Linked DNA regions of Mus musculus: all the other regions are linked to region 1. A link is a contact called in public HiChIP or PLAC-seq data. All regions are on one chromosome and are shown on one strand. Each heading gives the region's core, a stretch centred on a gene start, on an enhancer-like site or on the middle of the called end of the contact. The rest is flanking DNA. Distances are from core to core; before and after follow the strand shown. Region 1 holds the start of 4933427D14Rik (RIKEN cDNA 4933427D14 gene). Region 2 overlaps Spns3 (spinster homolog 3). Region 3 overlaps Spns3 (spinster homolog 3).

Region 1 (4,173 bases), core at 1,435-3,934:
ACAGGTGTGTGTCACTATGCCTGACACAATTGTTACTTGAAGAAATGAAGATTTAGATAGTACTTGGCCTGTGGCTAGGAGAACCAGCCTGTTTCACAACAAAAGAATCACATTTTAGACATTTGTGAAAGAAAACTGCCTGAGTTAAGCATATGAATCCCATGTCTTTCCTAAATGGTTTAATGAAGTTCTCCATTTCAAAGGCAGAAAGGGTTTTGCAAATACACAGAACTTAAGGTAATAGATACTAATTGCTGCAGATTTGGAAGTTAGTAAGTTACTTTCTATCTTCAATATTTCCTTTGAGCTACTACCACCATACTGAAGACTCATTTTACTCAAATCTTTTAGATAGCCACGTGTTAAAAAACTTAATGGTTTGTATTTCAATTCTTTATTGTTTAGATATACACTGATTTAATAACATCATTTACTCATCAATTCAAAGCAATAATGTGGCTGCTTTTAAACAAACCAGGCAATCAATACAAAATTGCAATCATCAGGCTTTTTTGGGTTGGTTTGGTTTTTCCAGACAGGGTTTTACTCTGTAGCTCTGGCTGTCCTTGAACTCAACTTGTAGACCAGGTAGCCTCAAACTCAAAGAGATCCAGCTGCCTCTGTCTCCCGAGTGCTGGGACTAAAGGCATGTGCCACCACAGTCCGGCAAGGTCATCAAATCTTAATCTTCAGAGAAGATCATCTCCACAAGGCTGGATTGACAGCACTCAGACTCCACAAGTTTTTGAGGCTGTAAAAAGAATGGTTAAGTTTTCACTGTTGCTATGAATATTACTAGGGGTGGAGTGAATTCTACTTTGAATGACAAGTTTTTGAACACAAATTATGCCATCAGCTAGTTATAACAAGCTTTATTAAATAGTTAGGATGCTTGTGTCAAGATGAATCATTAAAACACTTGGCCTGAGAGGCCTTGTATTTCCACACTAGGAAGCCCCATAGGCTGAAAACAAGAGACAGCATGCCTGGTGCCATCTCTTTCCCTCAACTCTTTAATTTAGGATTCTAGGGGCAGGGCTGAAATAGAGGGAGAGCCCTTTTAAGCCTGAAAAGTGGGTTTAGAAAACATTGACAAAGGTGCTTTCAGAAATGAGTCAACTTTCTTCTGAAGACAGAATCTTAAAAGTGGCTTAAAAATACACCCCAGACACTAATATCTGCATTATTAATAGTTTGTCAGGATTGGCAGAGGAATGGACACCAACTTGTGTGTTTCTGATGCACTCTGAACAACAATGTGATGTTGGAAATCAAAGGTCAAGATCTTTTCAAACTTGACTCAAAAAACAACTTGAGTTTTAACTACATTATAGCTACAAACATAAAGGTAGACACTTACTGTTCCATATTTAAGTAGTGTAGGCACTGCGGTTATTTTCAGTTTTTGTCTGAAGTCATTATTTGGGTCTTTCCAGCTGTTCCAAAATGAAACAGATAATGAAAAATACTACTTGGTTCATTACAGTTTACTCAACAGTTGACTTATATATAATATACTTGTAACCACTGCTTTTGTTAACCTTTAAACATTTTGAGAACTGTAACTTATGTGTCACTTTCTGCAAAGTTTAAAGTGTGGCTAAGATAAAACAAATGTAAAGTCAATAGAGTTCTGAACTTATTCCAGACCCAATTCATTAATGATGATATGTGGTTGAACATAAACTGTAAATATGAATTCAGTAATTCTAATTGTTTAGCTTATCAGACAATACCTAAAACACAGAGCCTGACCAATTATCTGAGGTCCTTTTTACCCAGCTTTTTAATAATATAGTCCATGTCTGGAGATACGGTATACATGACTTACTAAGGTTTGTCTCCTACTTGGCAGTAGATGAACACACAGTCTTCGGTAACATGCTTCAGCCCCTCTCGAATGACTGGCTCAGCTTTTTAAAAGAGTTAAAAAGTAATTACACATCAACTGCGATAGCCCACGCCCTCCCGTCCCCAGTCTTAGACTTTAACCGGTTGTAAGATAGGATGTTAAAGTCGCGTGTCCTCTGGACTCGTGAATCACTTAAGTCCTAGTCCTGATTGTCTTTAAGACACAATCAGAAAACTCAGCATACATATATGATGACGGAAAGATCAACTCCTGAGTCTGGTCTTTTTTTTTTTTATGAGACACTAATCGTTTGGGGAACTGAGAATTTTAAAGAACCTGGTTCCAAGATCCGAATCCATGATAAAAATGAGGGTCATCCTTGGGTGGGGCAGTAAGGGCCTAACGAGAGACGGGGTACAGCTCAGGCGCTTCTGCGGGTCTGCAGGACCAAGATCCTCATCTCATCCCACTTTCTGACTTCAGCAGGGGCCTTCTTCCTAGCACTGCTGTGGCGCAGCAACCCCCAGTCCTGGTCCCAGCCTCACCTTCCACGCAGTCCGGACACCAGCTCTTCCCTTCGGTATCCTTAGAACCGCTGAAGTAGGCGAAAATGGTCTTGCCCTCATGCTCCTTCACTGCCTTGTCGAACTCCTCGAAGCCCAGCACGCTCACCTCCTCGAAGGTGGCCATGGGTACAACAGTGCGGAGAGGAGCACGGGAGGAGCCCTAGGGTCCTGCGCCCCCAAGGCGGGGCCCAAGTAAGGCGTGGACAAGGTTCCGGGTGGGCGGGGCCGCCGCAGCAGAGTGGTGCTACGGGAGCCTTGAATAGCCATAACTCCTTAGGGCCGTCCTTTTGGTCTGCTGGAGTTTCTTTTTGGCGCCAGTTTCCCTCAGACAACTAGACGCCTGACCTGGTCTGGTCCCCACCCTGGCTTCATGGACAGTGACGGCAAAGCCCGTCGCGGTACAACACCTTGATCCTCAAATGGCTCAGGAAGATCAACGGCTCCCAAACAGCCGCGCGCCTGTTGCCATGACGACTGGGCGAGAGGCCGGAAGCGAGGCCTAGCGTGGGGTCGCCTTACGATCTCTTGGTGGCCGCGCCGCGCCCAAACCAGGTGGGCTTGGGCCGGAGCTGGGGGAATTCTGGGAAACTGCATTAGACAGAGAGACAGTGAGAGACCTCGCCCCAGGCTTGCCTTGCAGCTCCGCCCCTCCTATTACCTTTCTATTTGTCAGACTTTAGGGGGGCCGGGGCCGGGGGCGGCGTCCGGGATCGGGCGGGGGTTTGGAGAGAGCTGGGAGGCAGAAAGGCAGCGAGGACTGGATCCGAGTGTTGTGAGTGCGTGTGCGGGGGAACAGATGCAAAGAGAGCGTGTCTGAGGTTGCATTGGGGAAAGGAATTGTCCAGGAGCTGCGACGCCGGCACGGGGGCCCTTGCCCGGGCTACGCAGGTGTACACTGGCAGCGAAGATGCCGGCTCATTGCATGAGGGCCCGCAGGTTGCGTCGGGGTGTTCGGCCTCTGTGGGCGAGGAGGTGGGGTGCAGGGTTATCCCGAGGCTATGGAGTAAGGCGCCGGGTGAGATCTTCAGTGCGGCGGATGCTCTGTGCAAACATAGGGTGGCTACAGAATGGTCAGCAGCCTTTAGAGAAGAGGACTGCGGAGCCCGCAGTCCCCGCTAGGGTGAACAGGGCCTTTGGGATACCTGGGACTGCAGGCTCGGTTGAGGCAGCAATGGACCCCAGGACAGTGTGGGTGAACGGGACTGTGGGCGAGCCCGAGGTGGTTGGGCCTGCTGGGTCTGTGTGGGTGACTGTATCTGGGGAGGAGGAGCTAGACAATAGGAGCTCTCCAAGCTGTGAGAGAAAAGGTCGTCCAGGAACACTTGGCCATGAGAGCATCCTGGAACTGTGGTTGAAGGTGCAGGCTATGAGGGTAGCGTCGGGATGCTGGGAAGGAAGCAGAGTGGAGCTCCATCCCGTTCCCGTGGGAGAGGGGCCGATCGAGAAGGGTATTCCTGGGCGAGCTTCCTGGGTAGAGACCAGCCGAGGTGGTGTCACCGGACCCTGGGTGAGAGGCAATACTAGGACATTCCCCCAGGCCTCAGGACTGCCCACAGCTAGGGGAATAGGGGCCGGTTGTGAGAGAGTCTCTATCCTTTGTAGGCAGGGACAAGCTGGGAAGACACCACCTCCTGTGGGTGGACCTGAGGTAGTAGAGAAGATAGACTGTGTTTCCTCTGGACCTTGGGAAAAAAGACAAACTGTGGTGGTGCCTGAGGCCATAGGATGGTCTCAGGTCTTGAAAAGGCCCAGAGC
Region 2 (4,500 bases), core at 1,005-3,504, 300 kb before region 1:
CTTTAGAGTCACATAGAGAGGGACGCTGGACTTGGAGCACTAGTCACTATAGCCTGCTGGTTCCAGCCCATCCCACCTCATGAAGTCCTAGAAGAGCTGGCTATGATAAGACCTAATGCTGTTCTCACCCCATGGGTTTGGTGTCCAGAGTCCAGCTTGTTCCTTCCCCGGCTCTGCCCTGCGTTCAGCCTCTCAGCTGCTTCTGAGGAGCCACAAGGACTTTGAACATTATGAAACTGTGAACTCTGATTGATAACAAGGCTCCTAAGTCTAGAAACACCGAGGGCCCTCCTGCTGTCTCCTGGCAGACTGGCACGGTCTGGCACTGGGTATAGGGTTTTGGGTGGCCTGGCCAGCAGCTGTCTGGTGAAGAGGGTCAGGCTAGAGTCCCCCCCAGAGACAGCCCCTGGCTTCAGCTTGCTTCTGCCCTCTATCACTCACAAGCCATGTGACTTTAACGGGTTGCTTTGTACCTCTGAGCTTTAGTTTCCTGATAAGGAAAACAGGGATGGAATGTTAGGACCATTGTTGTGAGAGTGCAGGAAGAGACGACCTGCAGAAAGTTTAGCCCGCTATCAGGCTCAGGGGTTAATGGGTAGGATTTCTATTGTGACCCTGAGGTTCCCATGGCCCTTCTGCCTCCTAAAGGTGTCTTGGGTTTGGAAGGACCGTGGGGATGTATATCATTTCATCAGACAACAAGATCTGAGTGAACACCTTGTTGATAGGATGTTCACTGCCTGCTGTGGTTCAGGCTCAGCCCTGTCTCTGGCTCTAGTGAACAAACATATCACTGGATATAGCCAGTCTTCCCTGCCCCTCCTTCTGCACAGGAGACCTAGGCTCCAGGCCAGACTCAGCCACAGGCCTGGCAAATGGCCCTGGGCCTCAGTTTCCTTGCCCATAAAAAGGTCTAATCATTACCTGCCTAGTGGGGTGAATGAGACGGCTGGAGGGAACACCCACCCTCTACATAGCTCATCCTCTCTCAGGCGGTTCAAGCCACACTGAACCTGCCCCCCACAGCTTCCTCTGCTTACCCCCCACTGTGATCCCTTTTCCACATGACGGCCCCAATGATATGTGAAGGCTACATGGCATCCCTATGTCTGTCTCTGCTGGAATCATTAACCCAACAGAGCCAGAAGCTTTGCAGTGCTAACGAGGAGTGTGCCCACAACTTCGAGGGAGGGAGGGAGAGGGTGGCTCTGGGGGCCAGCTAGAATCTGGACTGTGGGGGAGCTAGCTGGCCACATGCAGCCAGCCTACAGCTCTCTGAGCCCTTCATGGCTTCAAGGCTTCTGCTCTAGCTAGCTCCATGCTCTTCCTGCTGCCTTCCTGCCTGCCCTAAGCCCAGTGGCCCACAGTGATCTTCCTGTACTAGATGGGGTGGGGGTGGCAGGGAGTGCAGCCCTTTCTGTTCCCATCATTTAGAGGGGCACAAGTTTACAAGAGAGAATATACTATGCAGACATGGCAGAAAGCCAAGTTGTAGGAACCAGGGAGGGGACATGTGTGGAGACTGAGGTCCCATGGAGAAAGCAGGTTAGGGGAAGGACGTATGTGGGGACAGGTTGTGCAGGAAGTGGAAGAAGGGCCCCTGTACCTACCTGCGCTTGCTCCTAAGCGGGAGGTGAAGTTCTCTTTTGGTTGCTGTGAGGAAATTGCAGCAGGAGACATTCAGGTGGTCAGCTGTTGGTAGAGAGAGCAAAGAGGCTCTAATGGGAAAATGAGGGAGAGACTGTGGGTTCCTGGGAGCTGGTGCCTGAGAGGAGAGAGGGGAGAGGGGGGAGGGGAATGGGAGAGGGGAGAAGGGAGGGGGGAGGGGAGAGGATGGACAGCGGAGCTCAGTCAGGAGTGGTCTAGCAATCTGCCTTTCATGCCTGTCCCCCACTACTTAAGATGAGAGACAGCTTGTGGCCATCAGGTGACCACTGAGAGAACCTCAGCTCAAATGCGCAATAGATAGATAGATAGATGGGCAAGTAGCTCCTACCAGGGTGCTTCAGGCCAAAAAGGAGCAGTGAGCTAAAATCTGTACCCTGTGTGTTCCTGAGGAGGTGTCTGTCATCTAATCCCCACCAGTCCTGCCTCAGGACACTACTCTCTCCAGTGGGGAGAATCTAGGCTCCTTTTAGACAGGAGGTCCCCAAGGGCTGCCTGTTCCAATGGCTCTCACACTCCATCCTTCCGAGTCAAGCCTGGAGGAGCTTGTCACTGATTGCGGGCTCTTTGTCCTCATCATCTGATTGGGTGGGTGGAGAGTCAGTCCAGGAACTGCATTGCTAGCAGACTTCCCACCGAGGCCTGGCCCAGTAGTCTTCAGCACAGCTGCTGGATTTTCATAGTTATCTCTCCAGCCTGCAGGCTCCTTGCAGATTTCTCCTTATTTATCTCCTCGTTGTTCACCCATCCTCACGAGGCGCTCATTCCCTGCACCCTCCCTGCGCATCTCCTCCTGGCTCGGCTGTGCCTGAGACAATCTTTTCTCCTGGAAAGAAAAAGAAGGTATCTCTCTATCCCTAACTCTGCTCCAGGAGCCTCCAGCTGCCCTACCCAGGCTGCTTCCCCATGGCTCACTCTTCCTCCCAGTCCTGAGCAGGAGGAGGCTCGAGGAGGGACTGTACTGCCATTCAGAGGAGTCTGGCCACAGGGGTTGAGTTGGGGAGTGCAGAAGGCAAGCTGCCAGGGAATCTGTCCTTCCTGATTGCTCCCCAACTTTCTGTAAGGTGGTGGCTGCCTGCACCTCTCTTGCCCCAGGCTATAAAGGGAACTGCTTTTCTGAGAAGGGTGAGCCAAAACACAGGTGTTTTTGTCTCAGAAGTTGGTGAACCTGGAATGTTGGAAACCCAAAAGCCACTCATTTTCAAAATTACCCATCCCCAGCTTGCCAGGTGCTGCTCGGCCCAGCCTTGGCAGTTACAGGCACCCTGGGGGAGGCAGGGGGTGGGGCCCATGCTTCAGTATATTGAGAAGCCATGGAGGCAGCTTGCAGAGACCTTACTCTGGGGGAGGGGGGTCTGAGCAGCCCCCAGCCCCATGTGGATCTTGCTGGAGGACTCTGTGCAGGGAGCCAAAGCTGAGCCCGGCTCCCAGAGCCACCCATGACTAATCACATAATTATGGGGTGAGAAGGAAGTCCTGAGAAGGTGCAGATCTGTGGTCGGTTCCTCCTCCAGCGCTGGCAGGTCCTGAGGATGGCAGGAGGCCCAGCTTCTCTCACCATGTGGGGAGAGAAACCTCGGCCCCAGTGACCACCATACTATTTGATGGCCCACAGTGGCTCCACAGATCAGCCTTGCCCACCTACAAGCCCCTCCCCAGCAGACCTCCTGTGTCTGTCTGGTACGGTTCTGAAATCCAGAGTCATATTTTTGGGTTCCTACCTTCCTGTGTCCCCTTTGACCTCTCTCTGTAAGACATTGATTCTCCCGCCCATAGGCAGGACCACTAAGGAACCCGTCTTTTTAATTTTTCTTTTTTTGAGATAGGGTTTCACTATACAACACTCATTGGTCTGGAACTCTGTGTAGATCAGCCTGGCCTCCAGCTCAGAAAGCTCCACCTGCCTGTGCCTCCTGCCTGTTGGGATTAAAGGTGTGAGCCCCCACGGCCTGCTTCTGTCTTCTTAGCCTTACTGTCTACCTTTTAAATGCTGTGCAGTGAATACATCAACATGTCAGCTCCCCTCATCCCTAACAGCAGAGGGTCAGAAGGCCAGACCCTGGGAAGAGAAAGCCTGTCATCCAGTCTGGACCCTGTTACTTCCTGGCTGGGCTGCTCTGGGCAATTTAATTACCTGCTCTGTGAAGGTTTTCCCATCTATAAAATACAGGAAATAATCGTATCTCCTTCATGACTTGTTGGAGCTGATACATAAAAACACATGCAGGAAGTAGTCATTAAATGCTATTATTATTATTATTATTATTTGCAGATGGGCTCAGATAATGGACACTGAGGTTTTGGGGACAAGACCACAGAGCAGCAATCTTTTCTGTGGCTGCCATAGTAGGGAATAGCTCTGAGCTGGCAGGTTTTCTCCTGAGACGAGTCTTTCAGAAGTTTCTATTTGACTTACTTGGTTGGCAGATTTTCACCAGACCTCCTGTCCCTCGTGTGTTACAGTACTCCAGGGACACAGGAGAAATTAGGGGCTTTGCTATTAATACAGTATGAGAGGTAAGGAAATGGACCAAAACCCCTCCCAGTGCCAGGGGCATACCCTCATTTAACTGTGGTGCCCAACTGGGCGTGTGTGTGTGTGTGTGTGTGTGTGTGTGTGTGTGTGTGTGTGTGTGTGAAGGCAGGCCCCTAAACCTGAGAGGGCTTCACAGAGGAGGTGACATAAGGGTAAGTCATAAATGATAAATAGTGCTGCACAGTAGGCCCAGTGAGGGAATGCCTGCCAGGCAGGAAGCACACATGCCCAGAGCCTTCTGTCAGCAGGATAGCTATTCATGTGAAGCTTCTATGTATAAACTGAACAACACTGAGCAC
Region 3 (4,094 bases), core at 311-2,810, 310 kb before region 1:
GATCGTGTAGGACCAGGAAGTGGGGGATACAGATCGTGTAGGACCTTGTGCCTACAATGTCTTTGGTTTCAGATGTGAACTGAGGACCAGTGAATGTGTCCTGCATACAAGCCAAGTGATCTAAGTGATGGTTTATAGTGGGGATCTCTTGCTGCCTAACAAATCACCCCCAAACTTAGTGGCTTGAAACAGTCTACTATAGTAATTATAATTATTGTTATTTTGAGGCAGGGTCTCGTGAGCCCAGACTGGCCTCTTTGCTGGCTAGTTTTATGTCAACTTGACATAAGCTAGAGTCATCTGAGAGGAGGGAATCTCAACTGAGAAAATGCCTCCATAAGATCAGGCAGTAGGCAAGCCTGCTTATAGAGTGATACAGGAGGAACCATCCCATTGTGGGTTGTGCCACCCCTGGGCTGGTGGTCGTGGATGCTATAAGAAAGTAGGCTGAGCAAGCCATGAGATACAGACTAGTAAGTAACACTCTTCCATGGCCGCTGCATCAGCTCCTGCCTCCAGGTTCCTGCCCTGTTAGAATTCCTGTCCTGACTTCCTTTGATGATGAAGTGATGTGGAAGTAGAAGTGAAATCTTTGTCCTCCCCCAGTTGCTTTTGGTCATAGTATTTCATCACAGCAACGGTGACCCTCACTGAGACAGCTTTGAACTCCCTTTGTAGCCAAGCATAACCTTGAATTTCTGATCCTCCTGTCTCCACCTCCTCTTCCCAGGACATGGAGTTACAGGTATACAACATCATACACAGTTTAAACAGTGCCAGGGATCAAACGTGGGGCTTTGTGCAGGCTAGCTGAGCACTCTGCCAACTGAGTCACATCCTTGGCCTTCAGTGATTTCTCATGGCCGGATGCTTTCTCTTCTGCTTTCTGTTTGTTTGTAACTGCACTGACCTGGGATGGGTGTAATGCCCACACTGACCAGTCTCCCGTGGCTCTTCTCTCTGGGACTCTGTATCCTTTGTTAGAGTAGATAAGCTTCTTTTTAGAACAATATCTAAGAGACCCAAGTGGAAGATGCAAAGCCTTTTAGTCCCCAGGAAGTACATCACTTCTGCCTTCTTCTGTTGTCTAAGGTATGTAGAACCCACCCAGGTTCACTGAGGAAGGGCACAGTGTAAAGGCATGAACATGATGTGGAAGGATTAACTGGGGGCATTTTGCAACTGCCAATCACACAGCTTAAGGAACTCTCTATGGGACTAGTGAGATGGCTCAGCAGGTAAAAGGGCCTGCTGCCAAGCCTGACACCCTGAGTTCGATCCCGGGGACCAACCTGGTAGAAGAAGAGAACTGATTTCTGCAAGCTGTCCTCTGGCTTTGTGGTCTGTACACATGTCTCTTGACCTCCTCTTTGCATGCACAAACACAAATATTAAATAGATAAGGGGAAAACTTGAAATAAAAAAGGCAGGGGAATTCTCTGACTTCTGTGTTGGAATGGAATGGGTGGTGCCAAAGTCAGGAAGAGGAAAATAATTAAGAGGTTTTTCCAATGACACAGGCCAACGAGGGCGGTGGCTTGAGTCAGGCTGGCTAGTGAGGAAGTGTGGAGAAGTGGTCAGGTTCTGGGTGTGTTATGGAAGTAGAGCAACAGGATTTCCTGACAGACTGGGTACAGAGCAAAAGAAAGAGAGGAGTTGAGAGTGTCTCTGTGGCTTGAGCGGCTGGAGTCAAGGAGTTGCTCTTTACTGAGGGGACGTCTGAGGGAGGGGAAGGGTGGCTGTTTTTAAAGTTCTGTGGGGTTCCAATTTAGGCATGTTAAATTTGGGATGTATATTAGTTGCTTTTTCTGTCACTCCAACAACAGCAACTTAAGGCAGGAAGGGTTTATTTTTGCTTCATGGTTTAAGGATGCACTCCCCGGGGCGGGGGCGGGGGCGGGGGGGCGGGGGGGTGGGTAGCAGTACCACGAGGCAGCTGGACATCCTGTGTCTCACTTCCTACCGCTGTGATAAAGACCATGGTCAAAAGTGACTTGGGGAAGAAAGGGTTAATTTCATCTTACAGTTGACAGCCCATCATGGAGGGACATCATGGCAGATACCTGGAGGCAGGAACTAAAGCAGTGGCTCAGGAGTGCTGCTTACCGAGGCTTGCTCCTGGGGCTTGTTAAGTTTGCTTTGTTATACAACTCAGGACCTTCACAGGGTAGCATCACCCCTGTGAGATGCACCCCCCCCCCCATCCCACAGTCATTTGGAAAATGCCCTACAGTCTGGCCTGTTGGCAGTCTGATGGAGGAATTTCCTCAGCTGAGGTTCCTCTTCCCCGATAGCTCTAGCTGGTGTCAAGTTGATGAAATAACTAGCCAGCCCACACTGCATTTGCAGTGAGGAAGCAGAGAGGCAAATGCTGGTGCTCTGCTCTCCCCCACCTCCTTCTCTTCCTCCTCCTCCTCCTCCTTCTTTTTAAACTAGGACAGGGTCGTACTGTGTACCCTTGGCTAGCCTAGAACTCACTATGTAGATCAAGCTGGCTTCAAAGTGATGGAGGTCTGCCTGCCTCTGCCCTCTGAGTTCTAGGTGTGGTGGGTGTGCCACCAATTGGCCTTCTCTTCTCTTTCTTTTCTCTTCCTCTTCCTTCCTTCCTTCCTTCCTTCCTTCCTTCCTTCCTTCCTTCCTTCCTTTCCTCCCTCCCTCCCTCCTTCTCTCCTTCCTTCCTCCCTCTCTCCCTCCTTCTCTCCCTCCTTCTCTCCTTCCTTCTCTCCTTCCTTCCTTCCTTCCTTCCTTCCTTCCTTCCTTCCTTCCTTCTTTCCTTCCTTCCTTCCTTCCTTCCTTCCTTCCTTCCTTCCTCCCTCCCTCCCTCCCTCCCTCCTCTCTCTCTCTCTCTCTTTCTCTCTCTCTCTCTCTTTCTTTCTTTCTTTCTTTCTTTCTTTCTTTCTTTCTTTCTTTCTTTCTTTCTTTCTTTCTTTCTTTCGTGTTTTGAGACAGGGTTCCTTGGCTGTCCTGGAACTCACTCTATAGACCAGGCTGGCCTCGAACTCAGAAGTCCGCCTGCCTTTGCCTCCCAAGTGCTAGAATTAAAGGCATGAGACACCACTGCCCAGCCCTCTTGCTTATTCAGTCCTGGACCCCTGCCCACAGGCTGGTGCTATTAACATTCAGGATGGATCTTCCCACCTCAGTTAGAGCTTTCTAGAAACATCCTCACAGGCATTGCTGGAGCTGTCTTCTAGGTGGTTCCAAATCCAGGCTAGGTGAACCATCCCAGGCTGTCTCTTGGGACATGCAGCTCAAGATGCCAAGAGGCAGCTTCTGTGTGCTAGCTTGGGCTTCAGAACGGAGGTTTAGGCTGATAACTCTGGGAGTTTATCTGGGAGTTTGATTGAAGTCACTGAAGTGATCATAGTTTGGGAAGAGAAATAACGTGGGGATAACCTTCCAGGCACTCACAGGCCAGAGGCTGCAGGTGCATGGCATTGCCATCATGAAGACAAGGTTGCAACCTACACTCTAGACTACTGTAGTGTATCAAATTATGTACATATATATGTATGTGTATATATATATATCATATTATATATTATATGTATTATTATATAATGTGTATGAGTATTTGATCTGTATGTATGTATATGCACCACATGCCTGCAGAGGCCAGACGAGAATGTTTGATTCCCTTGAACTGGAGTTATAGATGGTTGTTAGCTGTGTGGGTGCGGAATGCTGAACCCAGGTCTTCTGCAAGAGCAACCAGTGCTCTTCACTACTGAGTCAGCCTTCCAGCCCCAACTTCATATTTCACTTGGGGGGAAACTTAAAAGATGTAGTGGTTGCCAGGTAGGTCAGAGGCAGGCAGATTTTCGTGAGTTAGAGGCCAGTCTGCTCTTCATACTGAGTTCTAGAACTACAGTGAGATTCAATCTCAAAAGAGAAAGTAAATAAGTAAAATAAATCAGAAATCTCTGAGAAGTGATTGCTCTCAACACCCTGGTCTGTTTCCATCCACGTATGCCATTTCATTAGATGGCTGTCTTCCTATTTGTCTTTCTGTTCTAATTCTCAGGTTTATGTTCACTACAAATACTTGTGTTGTTGTTATTTTGAGACAGAGTCTCACTCTGTAGCCCAGGTTG

The links. HiChIP or PLAC-seq counts read pairs in DNA pulled down with a chosen protein or histone mark.
Region 2: an H3K27ac HiChIP or PLAC-seq map of extraembryonic endoderm stem cells shows a contact between it and region 1. The contact joins the enhancer-like site here to the promoter of 4933427D14Rik in region 1. A contact is called at or near these places in 2 of 39 promoter capture datasets (neural stem cells and stem cell-derived epiblast-like cells), 2 of 484 Hi-C or Micro-C datasets (cortical neurons and embryonic stem cells), 6 of 115 datasets of contacts at active chromatin or transcription factors (astrocytes, bone marrow-derived macrophages, embryonic stem cells and 2 more) and 2 of 9 other capture datasets (adipose tissue and liver).
Region 3: an H3K4me3 HiChIP or PLAC-seq map of bone marrow-derived macrophages shows a contact between it and region 1, with 5 times the contacts expected there. The contact joins the enhancer-like site here to the promoter of 4933427D14Rik in region 1. A contact is called at or near these places in 4 of 39 promoter capture datasets (the 3T3-L1 cell line, embryonic stem cells, hippocampal neurons and 1 more), 1 of 484 Hi-C or Micro-C datasets (embryonic stem cells), 11 of 115 datasets of contacts at active chromatin or transcription factors (SST interneurons, astrocytes, bone marrow-derived macrophages and 2 more) and 1 of 9 other capture datasets (adipose tissue).

The regions. Positions count from the first base shown.
Region 1 is chr11:72,205,993-72,210,165 of GRCm38.p6, reverse strand. It overlaps 4933427D14Rik (RIKEN cDNA 4933427D14 gene), which reads left to right and starts at 2,684. Exons shown (of 19, transcript NM_001361564.1): 1 at 2,684-2,970. Txndc17 (thioredoxin domain containing 17) reads right to left here and starts at 2,612. Exons shown (of 4, transcript NM_026559.3): 1 at 2,398-2,612; 2 at 1,832-1,913; 3 at 1,361-1,436; 4 at 1-751. The coding sequence starts at 2,542. The coding sequence ends at 683.
Region 2 is chr11:72,500,260-72,504,759 of GRCm38.p6, reverse strand. The region is part of intron 9 of Spns3 (spinster homolog 3); the gene reads left to right. Among named protein-coding and RNA genes, the nearest start is that of Spns2, 13 kb to the right of the region's middle. Within about 2 kb of position 2,254, at least 65 of the 459 cell types and tissues checked have an H3K27ac peak or open chromatin away from gene starts, as enhancers often do. A contact at or near this core is called in adipose tissue, cortical neurons, extraembryonic endoderm stem cells and 1 more, where this site is marked.
Region 3 is chr11:72,516,872-72,520,965 of GRCm38.p6, reverse strand. All of the region lies in intron 8 of Spns3 (spinster homolog 3), which reads left to right. Among named protein-coding and RNA genes, the nearest start is that of Spns2, 29 kb to the right of the region's middle. Within about 2 kb of position 1,560, at least 30 of the 459 cell types and tissues checked have an H3K27ac peak or open chromatin away from gene starts, as enhancers often do. A contact at or near this core is called in adipose tissue and bone marrow-derived macrophages, where this site is marked.